Linked DNA regions of Ovis aries: regions 2 and 3 are each linked to region 1. A link is a contact called in public Hi-C data. All regions are on one chromosome and are shown on one strand. The core of a region is the stretch at or near the end of the contact, and the rest is flanking DNA. Distances in the headings are between cores, read along the strand shown. Region 1 holds the start of CUL5 (cullin 5). Region 2 holds the start of LOC101104855 (protein NPAT). Region 3 holds the start of ACAT1 (acetyl-CoA acetyltransferase 1).

Region 1 (3,510 bases), core at 666-3,165:
GCAATTTATGTGTATTGCATGCCAGTTAAGATCCAGTCGCTGTTTTAAGATTATACATATACTAACTCAATCTTCACAAAGTTCCTATGAAGTAAGTGCTATTGATAATTTCACTATATTGATGAGGAAACTCAGGAACGGAGAGAAACTTGCCCAAAGTCATGGAGCAGAAATTCTAAGTAGCAGAAATTAGGTCTAGTTCTAGGTCCCTCCCTCTTTTAAAAGAAGACACGGGGTTGGGTAGGAGGGGAGGGGCGGGGCGGGGAGGGGCGGGGGCGGTGTATATATGTTTGTTAGTTGCTCAGTAGTGTCACTCTTTGTGACCCTCTGAACTGTAGCCGACCAGGCTCCTCTATCCATGGAATTCTCCAGGCAAGAACACTGGAGTGGGTTGCCATTCCCTTCTCCAAAAGAAGACACACTGCCTCTAAAATTAGTAAAATTAGAGGGACTAATACAGTTAGTATCAGTAGTCTAAAGAAGACAAGAGTGAGGTTACAGTAAGTTTTAATATATTTTCTATTCTCTATCAACACTGTCTGAAGGCCTAATTGACAGGGTTTTTGAGGGAGAAGTAGTTCATCCACTACCCCCATTTCAGTAGTACTTTTAAGGTATAAAGTATTGCCTACTACAAACATACCACAGACGAAACTAGTGTCAGGTCTTCCTCCTTCTCCTCTCAACTTTGTAACTGATGGTAAAGAATCCGCTTCTCTAGGCCTAGATCCCCCTTGCTATCCCAAATACATAAAACTAACTTTAACGGTTGTCTTTGATAAGGCAACTTTCCTAAGCCCTAAGACAACGGCAGTGCTTCCACTGTAGTCATCTGGTTGCGTGCTGTAATGGGGTTGAGGAACAGTTTCCTAAGTTAAAAAGGGTAAACATACGAACTCAAGAAAGGAAGAACAGAAGAGAAGGTGTAGCCCGCAGTTAAGGGAGGGAGTTGGGGCTTCAGGCGCTGCCGTCTGACTTGGAATTCCGCGCAGACAGAATGAGAAGAGAAACTGAGGAGGTGGGGATCCAAGTCATTAAAACCTGTTAGCAACATTTTCTGGGATTTTCTTTTCTTTTTTTTTTTTTTAATGCGTCTCAAGACTCCCGCTTCAGAAGAAACTGAGACCCTAAGGACACTAACTGACCGATCCGTCAGGACGCTGCACCACCTTTCTTCCGGGGTCCCGAGCCAGCGCTGGCCCCTTGAGACCACTGCCCGCCGTCGGCCCTCGGCCGGGCCTTTCATACACCAGGCAACCGGCACCAGGGACAACCAGGGCCTCTCGACCCCAAGGCCGGAGAATCGCGTTCCACTCCTCGGCGGCTGCCTCCCTGGCTTCCCTTCCGGTAGACAACCCCTGAACACTCCCCCATTTCGCCGCTGAACCAGAACCGAGCCATTCCCCGAGAGCTGAACCCACCGCTCCCGGAGTAGAAATCCAAGACGGACTGAGGGTCTTACCTTTAACAGATTAGACGTCGCCATATTCCTTCAACTTAGACTCTCGCGAGACCGCGCGAGATTTCGTGGAGCTCCGTGCCAGGCCACTACTGCAGGCCCGAGTGTCCCACCTGGGCCGAGGGGCCCCCCGGCCCGCACTGTGGATGTGGTGGGCGCCGGCGTGCACACAGCGCTGACCTCGTCCCTCACTCCCGGAGCTTCCTCGCTCTTCCCTCCCTACATGGTCACCGGGGCCTCCCCGTACGAGAGAGCTCATGCAAACACTCGGGGAGACGGCAGCGGCGAAAGGTGAGAGGGAACAGGAGCCGACCTGAAATCGGAAGAGGAAGCATCGGCTCCACGAGCCTCCCCACTCCTTCAGATGAGCCTCTGTGGTGGCACCCGCAGAGGCCACTGGCAACGAATTTAGCTCGGTTTGGGACCGGCCGCTCTGGTTCGGCGGCCGCGTCACGTGACGCGGCAGGCGGGGCCGCGCTCGGGAGCGAGCGTGGGAGCCTGAAAGCGTCGTGGGCCCAGAACACGCCGCGAGGGCGAGGGGACGCCCTCTGCTGGCAGGAGTATGTGTCTTCCACCGCCGCGTGCTGTGGGGAGGTTACGAAAAAGACGTTATCCTGAGTGAAATGCTTGTAATAGCTGTTTTCAAGAACTGGCGCATAGAAGGGCCCCAAGAAATATTTGTTTGCATGAATCAATGAATCCATGCACGAACGTGTTAACTATTAATATTTCTACTCAAGAGGGCCTGGCACTGAAATAACCTCTAAGAGGTTGATCAGGTATACCAGCACATCCTATACCCTAAGACCCCTACGCTTTATCACTTCAGACCTCAAACCACTGGCCAAATAAAGGGAATATAATTTATATGTAGAATCTACAATATACCTGTGTGTGCTTTTGAACTGTGGCATTGGAGAAGACTCTTGAGAGTCCCTTGGACTGCAAGGAGATCCAACCAGTCCATTCTAAAGGAGATCAGCCCTGGGTGTTCTTTGGAAGGAATGATGCTAAAGCTGAAACCCCAGTACTTTGGCCACCTCATGTGAAGAGTTGACTCACTGTAAAAGACTCTGATGCTGGGAGGGATTGGGGGCAGGAGGAAAAGGGGATGACAGAGGATGAGATGGCTGGATGGCCTCACCGACTGGATGGACGTGATTTTGAGTGAACTCCAGGAGTTGGTGATGGACAGGGAGGCCTGGCGTGCTGCAATTCACAGGGTCGCAAAGAGTCGGACACAACTGAGCGACTGAACTGAATTGAACAATATACCCAGTATTGTATTCTACACATTTCCGAACTGTTCATTCATACATAAAATGTGAGAAATAAGTTAGAGCTATAGAGTCCCTTGGACTGCAAGATCCAACCAGTCCATTCTGAAGGAGATCAACCCTGGGATTTCTTTGGAAGGAATGATGCTAAAGCTGAAACTCCAGTACTTTGGCCACCTCATGAGAAGAGTTGACTCATTGGAAAAGACTCTGATGCTGGGAGGGATTGGGGGCAGGAGGAGAAGGGGACGACAGAGGATGAGATGGCTGGATGGCATCACGGACTCGATGGGCGTGAGTCTGAGTGAACTCCAGGAGATGGTGATGAACAGGGAGGCCTGGCGTGCTGTGATTCATGGGGTCGCAAAGAGTCAGACACGACTGAGCGACTGAACTGAACTGAATAGAGTAAAATAAAGCAGAGAAGAGGAATGCAGTTTTAAACAGAGGGATCCAAGTAGATCTCACTGAGAAGATGGCATTTGAGCAAAAAGACTTGAAAGCGGTGAAGGAGAATGCCAGGACATATTTGGGAGGACAGCAATGGGGGGAGCACAGGTGGCAAGTTGCCCAGAGTTTCAGAGGAACAGTTAGTTAGAAGGTTAGTGTGTTTAGAGAGAGAGTAAGAAGAGCAGAAGGCCTTTTCGGGCCTTGTAGACCACAGCAAAGACTGGCTCTTATTCTCAGTGAGATGGGCAATCATTGCAGGTTTCTGAACAGAGGAGTGGTATGATCAGACTCCCATTTCAACGTGATTGGTCTGACTACTCTGTG
Region 2 (3,510 bases), core at 405-2,904, 240 kb before region 1:
AAATAAATCTCCAAATAGTAATACGACTAGAATATCCCCCAGCCAACACCCAGACAATGCTGGAACAAGCTGCCTTATCATTTTGTGAACTCTCATCTCCCTCTGTAAATGCACCCTGGCAGAAAGTGGGCATTGGGACTCAGGACCCCACAATGTCCCTGCCCAGCTTGGAGAAGCCAGAGCGGTCACTGCCCCATTCCCCAGTGACCTGTGTCCCCATGGCCCAAGACAAGGATAAGGTAGGTAGACAGGTAGTCATGAGCAGGGTGTTAAGCGGCCAAAGTTTGGCCCATAAATAAAAAGAGGGGGGAATGTGGAGCCCTATACCACGGTCACAGGATAAAAATCTCTGGAACTGACCAAGCCCCATAGCAACTGTTGCCATGACCCTCTGGATCTAAACCAGCCAGTACCCTAACCCCATAATATGTAAGATACCCACCCTACTATCCACCCTATAGCATCCTAACCAATCATCTAATGCCAGCATTCCAGTTGGAAGTTCCTCTGTCTTAAGGCTATGGAAATTGGCTGCAAGCCTGCAAAAGCGTTTGGCTCTCCCCTGAAATGGCCAGCTGTTTTAACAGCAGCTCCCACTCTAATAAATTTTATTCTCCTCTCATTCTCGGAGAAAGCAATGACACCCCACTCCAGTACTCTTGCCTGGAAAATCCCATGGATGAAGGAGCCTGGAAGGCTGCAGTCCATGGGGTAGCTGCGGGTCGGACACGACTGAGCGACTTCACTTTCACGCACTGGAGAAGGAAATGGCGACTTACTCCAGTGTTCTTGCCTGGAGAATCCCAGGGACGGGGGAGCCTGGTGGGCTGCCGTCTGTGGGGTCGCACAGAGTCGGACACGACTGAAGCGACTTAGAAGTAGCAGCCTCTCATTCTGCCTCCTGCCTCGAAATTCTTTTCCAACCCCCACACAGACCACGACACTTACCACAGGATAAAATTACCACAGGGAAGGTAGTACAGTCAGCCGACAGTCAGAATTTTGAACTGGAGAGTGATTCCAAAGCCCAAGCTGTTAATCAGGAGATGCAGTTTAAGCCTCCACAAATTGCTCGCTGATTAAAACTACTAGTTATAAGAGGGGAGAAAAAGATGATTAGTCAAGCCATCTTCTTCAGCGGCCCTACAGTTGGACTCGGCCGAAGCGGAATCTCTGTAAGCGGTGATGTCCGCAGCCTACAAGCCCGCTCAACCTGCCTCCCCCAAGGCCCGAGCCGGCTGTCCAAGCACTATCCCGGCTTTCGGATCAAACCTGGAGTGATCGTGCAGCGTACGTTTCCAAAGGAAGCACTAAGGCTGACTGGCGCCGGGGCACTGTCTGCCCACGCTGGCCAAACACGTACGCTCTACACTCCCAAGAATCGCTTTCCCAAACACAGGGCTCGTCTGAGGGAAACACGCGTGCGCCCTGTCAGCCAATGGCGTGCGGCCCTGCATCCTCCGCTCGCCCTCTAGCGCCGGCTCTGCCTCTCCGCTCCCGCCTTCCCGCCCCGCCCCCATCCAAATGTGAGGGCGGATGTGACGACAGCTCCAAGTAGAACGTAGGCGGGTTTCTTTTCGGCGCCTTTCTTTCTCCGGCGGAAGCGATTGGCTGGCGGGGAGCGAAAGAGGCGGGACAAGTTGCCGCGAGTTCAGTGCCGCCACTGGAACCGGGAGATGCGGCGCAGGGGCTGTCGCTGTGTTGGTTTTTATCCGAGTCTCGTCTCCTACGGTTCCTTCTGGGGCTTCGATCATGCTGTTACCTTCGGACGTAGCCCGGCTGGTATTGGGTAAGCGCCGGCGCGGGAGGGAGGGGTACTGGATCAGGCTAAGCCGGACGGAAGGACCTTTGGAGCCAGAGGTTTTTCCCAGGGTGGGGAAGCTTTGGGGCTTTGCCTCCCCACCTACAAGTTCAGACTGGCGGTGAATCTTCTTCAGTGGGAGGCTCGGGCAGTTTAAGTTTCTTTATGTGTGAATGCTCCTCTCTTCCGAGACTCTCTGGCGAGGGGCGGCTGAAGAGAAACTCCGGGTGGAACACCTGAGGCCCGGATTTGGAGGGAAAGTCAGGCCTGCACACTTAATTAGAATCCTGCAGGGGAGTTGCCTACGTGATGGATGGACTGCGTTTTCTTCAACCTTGCGCTCACTTTCCCGTGTCAGAGCTGGGGCCGAATAAGAAAAAATAAAAGACTTCCCCAGCCGCCCAGCTTTAGCGAAGGACCTTCCTGACGGCCTTCTCATAACTTGCCTTTAGAGCGACGAATTTGGAACAAATGAAGTGATCCTGCCTCTCTGTCCCCCCAACCTCCTGCAAGAAGTCGTAGAATGTAGAGGTTTGAAACGCCAGTTGCATACTTTTGAGACAGCAGCAATTCCTTTTTTTTTTAATTAGCAAGACTTTTCACTGGAAATGCCTTCCAGTTGAACGTTTTCTAGTCCTAGTTTTTCCTCAGTTTGAAGAGTGACACTGCCAGTTGTCAGGGTGTATTGTCTGTGCAGGAAACGGGTTTTGTTGTTTGTCGCCTGAAAGAATAAAGAGTATTGTATTAGGGGAATGAGAGCCACATAAAACTCAAAACCGGAGCCAGATTTACAGACATCATATATGAATGGTTAAATGGTAAACATTTGTTCTAAAACTTCCCTTCGTATCCAAAGGCCATTACTAACATTATTTCACTGTCAGAAAAATCCATTTCTTATTCCTTTTTAAAGTATTCTGCCCTGTCAAAAAAAAGAAAAAAGTTTTTATGCACAGACTCTTGACAGGCACATTTTGCAGGAAACTTTAGAGGGTAATGGTTCTGCCATCTGTTTTTGGAGAAAATAATCACTTAAATTTAAACTCATGTTTTGTTAATGTTTGGTTAACTTTTTGCCCACTTTATCAAAACTGAATATCAACAGTTAACCTACATCGAAGAAGAAAGCTGTCTATCCTGTAATTCTTATATTAATTAGGCTTATTTGTAAACAGATCCAAAGTAGACTTTCACAAAATTCACAATAATACTGACATACTTATTGTGGTAGCTGTCTTGTTTGCTTTGTGGGATGTTTAGCAGCATCCCTGGCTTCTATCCATTAGATGCCAGCAGGGACGCAATTCCTGCCTTCACCCAATTGTGAGAATAAGTGTCCAAATATTGCCAGTATATTTCCTGGAGGGCAAGGACTACTGGCCTTAAGAAAGCAGTACAATTTTCTAACTGGAATAATTTAAACAAACTTGTGAGAGTATTCTAGACTTCCTCCTTCTTTAAAAATGTATTTAAATTACAGTCATTGTTTCTTATCCTAAAATTCTTATTTGTCATTCACATTCCATTTTTATTGCCTCCAGTCCTAACAGTATGCGTCCCATTTCCCCTTTGGACTGTTTTCATAGTTTCTCATATAGTCTTGCAATTCATCTTATTTGTGGTTACAAAAATCTGCCTAAAGTATTCACACTGCACCTCCAGTTTTAATAGTTGAAAGAGTTGTGCACTTACCAGAAATTTCAAGTTGT
Region 3 (3,510 bases), core at 532-3,031, 140 kb before region 1:
AATAATCAACAGTGTCAAGAATACTGGAGTGGGTTGCCATTTCCTTCTCCAGGGGATCTTCCTGACCCAGGGATTGAACACCACGTCTCCTGCATTGCAGGCAGATTCTTCACGGACTGAACTACCAGGGAAGTCCCACAGAGTTACCAGGGAAGCCCCATTAACACTGTCAAATATAGTATAAAGAAAGGTCAAGAAGAAGAAACACAGGAAATGAAATGCACTGATACCCTTCAGTTGAGTAGTTTAGAAATCTAACTGCAGAGGTTTAAAGGGAAATGGATGTAAACAAGGGTGACAAGGAGGACTACTCTTTTGACCATAAGAAAAAAGCAATTCCAGTTGGAAAGCAAAAAACTCTAAGTCCATAAAAGTCTGTTGCCGATTAAGGGAGATCTGTGTGTTTTCGAAGGCAAACGAGAAAAAGCCAGTTAACAGGTTACAGATTACCTTTCATTCCACAAAACGGCACGGAATACTGAAAATCCTGTTAAAACAAACTGTATCTCCATGCTTCAGTATATGACCACTTAAGTAATAAATGAACACCACAACTCACACTCTATATAATCTTCATTTTTCTCATCAGCAACATTTGTGTTTGATTTTGAGCTGTTAATTAAACTAAATTAAGAAGGTTCCGCACTTCGTTTATGTTTTGTTTTTTTACAAACTTACGTACCTATTTTCACCTAATTCACCTAGTAAACTCTGGTTTGAAACTTAGGTTATGCTGACTTCTATTATCTCAGTCACCCAGGATTAATTTTAGACTTTTCCTTTTCCCTTGGTTCTTCACTCTCACTCTGCATTCGACAAGTTCTATATTTATTCTCTCACAATCTCTTGCGATTTCCCCCCACTTCAATCGTCCTAGACCTCTAACTACGACAATAACAAAAATATAAACGGTCCTCATTGACTTAAGTCAAACTCAAACTCTTAACAATAGAACTAGATTTCAAACTTTACTGCTCCAACCGAACTAGAAAAGTCACGCCTCACAACCACACCCTGAAATTCTAGACCTACTCCTTGGCTTTTGCCAGACCCTAAACCTGTGATGCGAGCTAGCTTGCTCTGATGGATGGAAAATAGTAGATTCTTCCAAGGCTGTCGCTCCTGTGTTTCCTAAGCACAACAAGCCAGAACAGAAACAAGGCTTTGGAAACCCTTGGTACGTAAGCGCTACGCATCAAGAAACCGAGAAGCTGTTTATTTTCCCTAATAGGTCTGAAGTTGCTCCGAGTTGACACATCGATTTATTATCACTCTGTAAACCCAAAATGACTACCTACGGCATCAAATTAAAACCTCTTGACAGTAACGTCCACAGATATGTTTCCAGAAACAGCTGGGAAGCAGTTTTACCGGACTTCGCTACCCGTCAGGCAAGGTCGAGACCAAGTCCCGGACCTTTCTGCGCGTCAGAACACCTGCACGCTTTGACACTAGAAACCAACGCCTACACTCCGACAGGGCCGCGGCGAATGGAAGCGCTGCCCAGGAGCCTGCGCTTCAGGACGCGAGCGCAGGGTTCGGGGCGGGGGCGGAGGTCTTCCCGAGGCCCGCACTGAGGGCTCCTTCCGGCCGCGCGGCCGCAGCCAAGGCCTCACGAAGCGAGTCCCAGCCCCTCTCACCTGCACCCGCCTCTGAAGCAGGAGGCCGCGCCCGCACGCGCCGCGCCGCAGAAGAGCCGCTAACACAGGCATGACCGCCGACTTCTGTCTCCGGCTTAGAAGGGCAAGCAGGCGCGGCGCTGCGCGGCGCGACCCCGACTCAGCTCCTTCCGCTGCACCGCCTCTTCCAATAGCAGCCTCGGACCGCGACGGCCGGCGGCCATTGGCCGGCAGCGGAGGCGGGGTCGGGCGGGGCTTGGCGCTGGAGCCTCCGAGGGGCGGAGGCGCCTGTGCAAAAGCCGCCTGACGTGGCGCTGGGTTGGTTTCCTGCCACTTCTGACTGAGGCCCCGTGGTTTATGTGTAACCTGAGCCTGTTTTTCTCACTTATACACGCAAAGCACAAAGGAAATTTATGAAAATATTTTTAAGCAATCCAGTTTAGCTTTTCACTTATGATAATTTTTCAATTGCTTAAGTAGGAGGACGAAGAGGAATAGAAAACATTAATGACTTTGAACAATTAGCTATATTAACCTTCATCAAAACTCCATAAATTACATGTTATTATCTACTCTTTAACTAATGAGATAGCTCAGATACAAAGAAGTTAATGTTTTTTTGTCCATGATTGCGTGGAAAGTGGTAGAGGTGGGGTCTGGACTGGAATAATTATGTGGTATTGCTTTCTTATACATATTTCCAGAGAATGATAATACTGTTAACTATGATTATTCTGGCTTTTGGGGAACCCATTGCTTAATTTTGGATCTTCATCTGGAGAAAGCAAAACTTTATTACTTTGTAACATTATTTTCCTTTATTATTTTTTTATATTTCTTTTGTTTTGCTGTTGTCGTTGTTGTCTGGGGTTTTTTCCCGGGGTGGTGGGGGGGGGCGTCGTGGTCTGTGCCTCTTGTGGGATCTTTGTTCACCAACCAGGGATTGAAGCCAGACGTTTAGTAGGGAAAGTGCAGAGTCCTAACCACTGGCGGACCAAGGAATTCTCTATATTTATTTTACGCAGAACATAGGGGTATCCCGAGGACTTTACTTACCACAAGGCAAACACACGTTTTTCCTAAAGTAAAATCCCCACCCTTAATTAGGTTTTGTAACAAGTGGGAGATTGTATTTTTCAAAGTTGACCACACTTAAAGTTAGGGTTGACCTGAGCCCAGCAGCACTGAAAGCCTTTTAATTGCTCAGCCTCAAGATGGAAGGAACACAGAGTTAGCAAGAGAGACATCAATGGTTTATTGGATAAGGAATCTTACTTACACCAGAAGCAAGAGGGTTCTACAGAGAAACACTCTTATGTGTGGCAGATGGCAGGTTGGCCGTGGCAAGAGTCTTCCCTGTCAGAAGAGGGAATTGTTACAAAGAAAATTGATATCAGGATGGCTCATTGGTTACCAGCAGAAGGGAAACCAGCAGAAGAGCACAACCCTCACTGCCCCTTTGATAAACCATCTTTGTGAAGTTGTTCTGATTTAAAGATTACAACAGTCAATAGCTGGGGTGGGGGCAACTATGTAGGCACTTACTGATCAGGTTCTATGATTAAGAGGCAAGATCAGTCAGGTGAGTAGGATGTAGCTGAAGCAGGGTCTGACTGTGAAGGGGATGTACAGCCAGCAAGAGAATGGCCTAATCATACAATTAGCTCACCATACAAGTTCTTCTTTCAATATGACTTATGCTCACTCCTCCAATTAGAGGTGGGGTCTGTGTTCTCTCCTCCCAGGCTAGGTCTAGACAGAAATATGGATAAAGAAGTTTGTCTAATGATTCCAGTCCTCGGACTCCAAACTTCCCAGCTGAGACCCTAGACATCATGGAGCAGAGACCAGCCATCCCTTCCTGTGCCCTGTCTGAATTAATGATCCACAG

What was found. Hi-C and Micro-C count contacts between places; a contact is called where the count stands out from the background.
Region 2: a contact with region 1 is called in a Hi-C map of tail adipose tissue, with 2.2 times the contacts expected there. The contact joins the promoter of LOC101104855 here to the promoter of CUL5 in region 1. A contact is called at or near these places in 4 of 16 Hi-C or Micro-C datasets (blood, liver, muscle and 1 more).
Region 3: a contact with region 1 is called in a Hi-C map of muscle, with 4 times the contacts expected there. The contact joins the promoter of ACAT1 here to the promoter of CUL5 in region 1. A contact is called at or near these places in 4 of 16 Hi-C or Micro-C datasets (blood, hypothalamus and muscle).

What each region holds. Positions count from the first base shown.
Region 1 is chr15:17,272,108-17,275,617 of ARS-UI_Ramb_v3.0, reverse strand. CUL5 (cullin 5) reads right to left here and starts at 1,915. Exons shown (of 18, transcript XM_042232882.2): 1 at 1,463-1,915.
Region 2 is chr15:17,516,348-17,519,857 of ARS-UI_Ramb_v3.0, reverse strand. It overlaps LOC101104855 (protein NPAT), which reads left to right and starts at 1,654. Exons shown (of 17, transcript XM_060399691.1): 1 at 1,654-1,789. The coding sequence starts at 1,753. ATM (ATM serine/threonine kinase) reads right to left here and starts at 1,408. Exons shown (of 64, transcript XM_060399690.1): 1 at 1,295-1,408; 2 at 949-1,085.
Region 3 is chr15:17,410,970-17,414,479 of ARS-UI_Ramb_v3.0, reverse strand. It overlaps ACAT1 (acetyl-CoA acetyltransferase 1), which reads right to left and starts at 1,781. Exons shown (of 12, transcript XM_027979167.3): 1 at 1,641-1,781. The coding sequence starts at 1,712.